Regions from separate parts of the Mus musculus genome. Here region 1 is linked to region 2. Evidence: chromatin contacts called from public Hi-C data. All regions are on one chromosome and are shown on one strand. Each heading gives the region's core, a stretch centred on a gene start, on an enhancer-like site or on the middle of the called end of the contact. The rest is flanking DNA. Distances are from core to core; before and after follow the strand shown.

Evidence for each region. Hi-C and Micro-C count contacts between places; a contact is called where the count stands out from the background.
Region 1: a contact with region 2 is called in a Hi-C map of adipose-derived mesenchymal stem cells, with 2.6 times the contacts expected there. The contact joins two enhancer-like sites. A contact is called at or near these places in 2 of 484 Hi-C or Micro-C datasets (adipose-derived mesenchymal stem cells and embryonic fibroblasts).

What each region holds. Positions count from the first base shown.
Region 1 is chr7:117,468,970-117,472,261 of GRCm38.p6, forward strand. The region is part of intron 1 of Xylt1 (xylosyltransferase 1); the gene reads left to right. Among named protein-coding and RNA genes, the nearest start is that of Xylt1, 90 kb to the left of the region's middle. Within about 2 kb of position 1,307, at least 127 of the 459 cell types and tissues checked have an H3K27ac peak or open chromatin away from gene starts, as enhancers often do. A contact at or near this core is called in adipose-derived mesenchymal stem cells, where this site is marked.
Region 2 is chr7:117,309,213-117,312,915 of GRCm38.p6, forward strand. The region is part of intron 2 of Gm39075 (a long non-coding RNA gene); the gene reads left to right. Among named protein-coding and RNA genes, the nearest start is that of Xylt1, 70 kb to the right of the region's middle. Within about 2 kb of position 1,534, at least 24 of the 459 cell types and tissues checked have an H3K27ac peak or open chromatin away from gene starts, as enhancers often do. A contact at or near this core is called in adipose-derived mesenchymal stem cells, where this site is marked.

The sequences.
Region 1 (3,292 bases), core at 57-2,556, 160 kb after region 2:
GAATCTCTGTGATGTAGAGCAGGTTGCCTCCCCAGCCAGGGCTATAACTAGTGCATCTCTTTGGCACAGAGAGAGCATTTGAAATGACATGGTGACTTTTAGGTGCTTTTTGGTGACATGGAGTCAGTCAGTCAGTATTTACAGCAACTTGCTTTTCAGAGAATTATGGTTTAGTATTGTTGTGCACCCAGATATGTCTAAGTGTTCATTAGCCAGGCACACACACAAAAAAAGAAAAACCAAGAGAAGATTATTTTGACCTCATAAGCAACTTTTTCCTGAGAGTCTCACTGGAATAACTCTGGCTAGCTTAGACCTCTCTGTGCCTACCAAGCTGGCCTTAAACTTACAGAGATCCAAGTAGATGCTAGGATTAAAAGGCATAGACATACTTTAAATACCTGGTTTAGTGGAATGCTCTGGACGACTAATGATGTCAGCTGGTCACTACTCTCGAAGATCAGGACACTGCATTCCTAGGTCGGCACAGGTTCCTCTAGGTTTATACTTGTTAAGCTGGAATATTTATTAGGAACACCTCCATATGTCCCACACAGTAAGTTCTAGATCCTACATTCACAATGACCTCTGGGGAACCTAGTATCTTCTGTTCTGTCCCCTGAGATTGCTGTCTGCCGTTTGCTGTAGGTTGAATAGAGTCCATTCAGCATTCATCATGGAGTCTTGAACCCCCACCACCTCCAAATGCTACTGTACTTGGAGATAGGGTCTCTAAAAAGATGGCCTTTGTGGTGGGTCTGATGTGGTGTCATTGTATGAAGAAGAGGTTTGGTTACAGAGACACCAAAGGTCATATGAGGCAGTAGTCAGAAGGGGCCTCTGTAAGCCAAAGGAGAAGTCTTCGAAGCAAACCTGAAGCCCCTTGACCCAGGGCTTCTGACTCTAGAAGAGTAAGCTAATGGATATCTATTATTTATATTGACTACTTTGTGTGTTGCTATGGCGACTCAAGCAAATACTCATACAGTAATTAACCATGATTTGAACCAGAGCTAACCTCTAGCCTGCCCTCTCTTCCCTGCAGATGATCTTGAACAAACTTCCAGTCTTCCTCTAGCTCCCACATTCTGGGATGGTTAGCATGTAACTTTACACCCAGGTTATATGGTGTTGGTAATTGAACCTGCGGCGTTGTGCATGGCAGTCAGCACTGTACCAGCTGAGCTGTGCCCCCAGTTAAAGCACATCTCCATGCTAGAAAATGTTCAGTTCTCGCCACAGTCATAGGGTTCACAGTGAGAGAGAGCCAAGCTAGTCTTCAGACACATCTCATGGGAATGACTGACAGACAGGGTATACTGTAAGGGCCTGCTGACTTCAGAGGTCTTGTGTGAAAGGCATGAGTCATTGTCACCTCCACCCCGAGCCATTGCCTAACATCTAATAACAAACCTCCTGTGATGTCCTTAGAGCAAAAACCAGGAACCCAGAAATGCCTGGGGTATGCCTGGGGTTCTAAGGCACACCTTCCCCCTCCCTGTTGTCTCACCTGAAGCTTAATTGCTTGTTAGACTCTGGCCTTTGGTCTCTGTGGACTACACAATATCTGAGTCCAGCTTCCTGATCTTATAAACAAGACTTGTGATGGGCAGAAGAGTTTCATTTCTCTAAAACCGTAATCTGGCTCTCCTCAGATTGAACAGCCAGCCCAGAGGCAAGTGTACACAGAGTCTCTCTGACTCATGCACAGCTTTCCTTGTGGTGACCGGCAGACACAGTGCAGGCTGCTGGCCCAGAACACAGAAAGCACATGTCAACTGATCTGGCTAAATCCTCCAGTTCCCTCTGGGGCAGAGACCAGCTTCATTTCCAGTCATGGCTCCTGTGTTAATTTCTCTCAACAGCGTCTACAACCTTAAAACAACTAAAAGTGTGTGGGTGTGGGTGTGGGTGGGGTGTGTGGGTATGTTCTGCTGTTTGTTGATTTGGTACTGATTATTGCTGACTCTTTGTCTCTGGTAGACGTGATCCAAAGTGGGAGATGTCTTTTTGTGAGTTGGACTATATTCTCCAGGAGTTGTAAAAAAGAGAGGGCCATCAATGGCTCAGCGCTCTGCAGTGAGACCTTGGGCAGGTTGCTCCAGCTCTCTCTAGCCATCAGCTTCTCTGTCTCTACCCTCTGTCTCTTCCCTCAGGGGAAACTGAACTGATGGCTGCATAGGAGACAGACCCAGGGCCTGGAATGTGGAAAGGACTCAGCCATTATTAGTTGCTGTTGTTGGTGAGCATTTCCTACTTCCCAAACCCACAGGGCTTCAAAATTAGGAAAAGGGACATCAGGTCAGTTCATATCACGACTGTAGATGCTTGAAATTCCAACATATCTTCTGATCCCAAACATTTTGAGCAAGGGATGCTCACTCACACTGTAGTGTTTAGCTGTTCTAAACCTTGATTAAGTAATAAAGTTAATAAACCAGAGGAACAGAAGCTGTGTAGCTCCTGGGGAAAGAGAATCTTCGGTGGCCATCTCCTTTAGTGTTATTTTGGCTTCTAGTGACTCCTGAAGAATCCCGTAGGATGCAGAAGGTGAACTCAGAGGGTTCACCATCCAGGATCCTTATGGCCAAGTGTATCATGCTTGATGTCATGGTCTAGCTAGCCGAAGGCCTGACCCTGATAAATAACAGCTGTTTATTATAGTTATTTCAGTGTGTTTCCTTTGAGTGTATTTCTATACTTAAGAGAAGTGAGTTCCAAGGTTGTGGGGGTTTACAACTAAACATTTAGTTAAGGTCAATGTTTAGAGAGTGTGGAAGTTAGTTATGACCACAGTATAACAAATTACCCCAAGCTCAGTGCACAAAAAGATCAGACATGTATTTTCTCTGTGCTTTCTATTGGTTGGGGGTTGGGGGGGGGGGACTATAGATTGAGCCGTAGTCTAAGCTGCAGGTTGGTTCCATGTCTCGCGCCACATAGTTTTCCTCTTCTTCACACCTGAGTCTTATTCTTCTTGAGGTGGAAAGCCACAGAAGGCAATGTTCAATGATATCTTTCACTTCTGTGTTTGACATATTCTGAGAAACTCCCAGTAGGTCAACTGAAGTGGCCAAGGCCTAGCAGAACCTCAAAATCCCAATACTGGAGAGTGCGGGTCTAGGGAGGGGTAAGGAATGAAGGGGTCAGAGATTCAGTCTCCTCAGTTGGTTCTCCATTTGCCTTCTCCAAAGTGTCATTGCAAAAGGTGCCCTGAGCGCCCTCGCTAGCATCGGAGGTTCTGTGGTCCTGGCATCCTCATTACAATTCCAGCGGCACTCTACTGGAGTGG
Region 2 (3,703 bases), core at 284-2,783:
GATGTGCCCACCCCAGTGGCTTGCTCTTTCGTACCCAGCCCAGACCCACCAGCCTAGAGATGGCACACTGAGCTGGGCCTTTCTCTATCAGTTAGCAGTTACAAATATGCCTTATAGAAATGGCTACAGGTCAATCTAATTTATTCAGTTTCTCTGTGGCTTCGAGGAAGCTGTGACATTTGGGGGGGGCAGGTATAACACCTTCAGATATACCCCCTGCCAAGAGGTCCTAGCATCTGTCATCTAACTCTGACTTCTCTTTGTGAACCAATGTGAGCATGTACTGTTGAACTCGGAAAGGAAACTGAATGAGCATTAGCCCAGCTCACCGCTGACCACCCACCTCAGACCCCAATACAACCTCAGCATTTTAAATGCCCTGTGTGCCTGTTGTGGGATATGAAGGCTTCCCCTGAAGGATTGTGTATTAAAAGGCTTGGTATAAACTGGCATGCCTTGGGGAAGTGATTGGATCCTTGGGCAACCTGGTCTAATCAAAGGATTAATCCTTTGATGAAACCTTAATATTAATAGCAGGATTGGGAGAGGATGGAGAGAAGGAAACAGAGGCTAGTGTGAGGAAGTGGGTCACTAGGACATGCCCCAGGCAGATATACTATGTCCTTAGCCTCCATCTGTCTTTGTTTCCTATCTCTCTTAAGGTAAACAACTTTGCAATGTGGTGCTGCTGTGATGCCTCATGGCCCAGAGACAGAGAAACAGCTGACTCTGGGTGAAACCATGAGCCAAAATAAATATCGTCACTTCACCAGCATCTGCTGAAGTGGGAGAAAGGCTGGTAGCACAATGCATATTCCTGATTACTTCTTTATTGGTTGGTGTATCATTCTGGTTTCTGTCCCAGGGCTCCAAGGCTCAGGAGGCAGCAGGCAGGCAATATTTCTGCCTTCCCAGAGAGCACTTCTTTACTAAGCACCAGAAGATGAGGCATAAAGCAAATCAGTAAGCAATGTTTACATGTGTTCATTTAGTTACTCTTGAATTCAGTTTGATTTGTATTAATTTATCTTTAATTTATCCTTTATTAGCTAGAAATAAGTGCTTAGGAGAAAACTGATATGGAAGGAGACAGGAGTGTAATTCATTGGCTGTGCAAGGAAAGAGCTGGAGATTTATGGGAAAAGTTTTGTGTATCTGGAAGAGGCAAATTTCAGGCAGAAGGAATTAAAGTTCAAAGGCCCTGAGATGGGAACGAGCTTGCTAGTGTGGTGGTAGTAGAGGGGACCTGGGAGGAAAGATCATAACAAGGAAGGGCACAAGGCTGGAGAGGCCTCTAAGAGTTGTGCTGGATCCTGGCAGAGTGGGCTCTGGGGAATGAGAATGAAAATCTACATCCTTCAAGCCTGCATCTCACACACTGGCAGTGTGAGAACAGAGTGCTAGCATAGATTACCAAGAGTGAGGCTCAATGCTACTCAACATCCAAGCAGCCTGGCTTTAAGACACCCCGAAAGCCAAACTCCAGTTGGCTACAAACTCCATTCCCATTGGAACCTCTGAAGTCAATGTTCCAGTGACTGCAAACCCTTTTCCAACAGAAGATAGATGCGACATCTGCTGACAGTTGAAGCTGGCAAGGCTGAGAACCCACAAGGAATTACCAAAAATACCCAAATCCCTGTTCTTAAGGGAATTCTTAAGGGAAACAATGAGACTCTCTATCCTGTTCACCAGACTTGTAGTCTTCTTTACTAACACATCTGGATTTCTTTGAAATCCAAAGCTGCCTGTAGCTGATGAGTCACCATGTGGAATCCCAGGGGATGACCTTGCACAACCAATAGGCTGTTTCAGCCCTTCTGTTCCAGTGTAGCCTCCTCTCCTTAGTTTCCTCCTTATCATCTTCCAAGTGTTCCTTCTTATGTGAAGAGAGAGAGAGAGAGAGAGAGAGAGAGAGAGAGAGGGAGAGGGAGAGGGAGAGGGAGAGGGAGAGGGAGAGGGAGAGGGAGAGGGAGAGGGAGAGGGAGAGGGAGAGGGAGAGGGAGAGGGAGAGGGAGAGGGAGAGGTGGGAGGTAGGAGGTGGGAGGAGAGATACTCTTGCCTTTTTGTCTTTTGTTTTCCTGCTCTGGCACTTTGCCCTTAATAAAGTCTTCTTTGCCCTCCCTCTTCTAATCAATACGTCTTCAGATTCATCTCTGTGGCTTCCTCTCCTCTGCCAGGAGGCATATGTTATATGCCATCTTCTTCCCTTCCAGGCCTACACCTACTGGGGTCCCCATGGATACAAGAAGTGAAATCACCACGTAACCCTCCAATGGGGAGCTGAAACTTGGCCCAGGGAATGTGTCTTCCCTGTCTGCCAATTGCCCACAAAAGAATGCCACTTAAAGGGAGCCCGTTTGCTGGCATTGTCTGGCAGTATGGAATAGCCTAATTCTAACTGTGACTTGCCTGCCGTGCTATTGTCATTGGAACAAAGATGTTTCCTGAGTTGGAGGTGCTTTTGACATGACAAGGGTCAAACATGTACATATTCAATATCCATCCAAGTTGCCATTATGCAGAAAAGTCTGGCTTGAAATCACCCAGGCTAATTGTAGTTTCAGTCTAGTCCGGTCTCGGGAGTGAGATTTGAGGAGCCATAAAAAGTCATCACCCCATATTCACCACCTCGACACACACCCATTTCCTTTGCTCCACCTCAGAGTGAAGATCTGTACATGTGCCACTTTTACTTTAGGTTAAATACTTTGTAGCCTAGCAGAATCATCCTTAGTTGCCCCAAAATGTAGGGTAAGTCAGAGATCTCCAGATAGAATGAGTACTGGAGCCCATCAATCCATTCCTGCCACTGCTTCTTGAAGCCAAATAGTGGTGCCGTTGAAAATTAGTTCTGTAAAGTTCAGAGACATGTCTTATGAGACCGACTTGCTACCCACTGCACTAACAAAGCTCTTTAAGATACACATTTTAGAAATGGAAATCTAGCAGAAGCTGCAGGTCTTTGAGGGGCTTGCACTTCCTCAGGATGGCCGTGCTTAGTAATGTGAGATTACAACGTTTTAACATTCTTACAGCCCGACATCATCCTGTTCACCATCCCACTCTCTCCTGTGTGTCCCCTGGTCTTTTATATAACCTGTGGGTTTGCCTATGATTTTCCCATGGTGCCAGCTCTCTCTGCTCTAGCCTTCCTGAAGTCATACAGGCTGTGTGGTATGATGGCTGAGAACCTGTAAGCTGGACTCACATGTAGATACAGCCACCTTGGCACAGTGTGGAGAACTCTGCTTCCCTGAGCACCGATGTGCTTCTCTGTAAAATGGAGAGACTGTGAATCTTGTCCTACTGCTGTGACCTTGAAATCACATGAGATGCTCAGAGGTCTGGGGCCACATCTTGCACAACCAATTAATTCGTATGTACCCGATTCTGGCTTCAAAACCCTCCAGGCTCTGGGTCTCTTCTTTGGAAGCCTTCAGAAGGAAAATATATACTAGTTAATAGTATCATTCGCTTAATCGGGTCTAGAATGGTCTAAGAGACACCACTGGGCATGTCTGCGAGAATTCCTAGATTGTGTTAATTAAGGTAGGAAGTTTGTGTCACCATCCCATGGTCGGTAATCCTACACAAGTCTTTGAACATGGAGAAGTTGAGCTGGTGGAGAAGTTGAGCTGGTGCCTACGTAGACCTCTATGCTCTAGTGTCCTTGGTACAGGAAGATACTCTGCAAATTTTT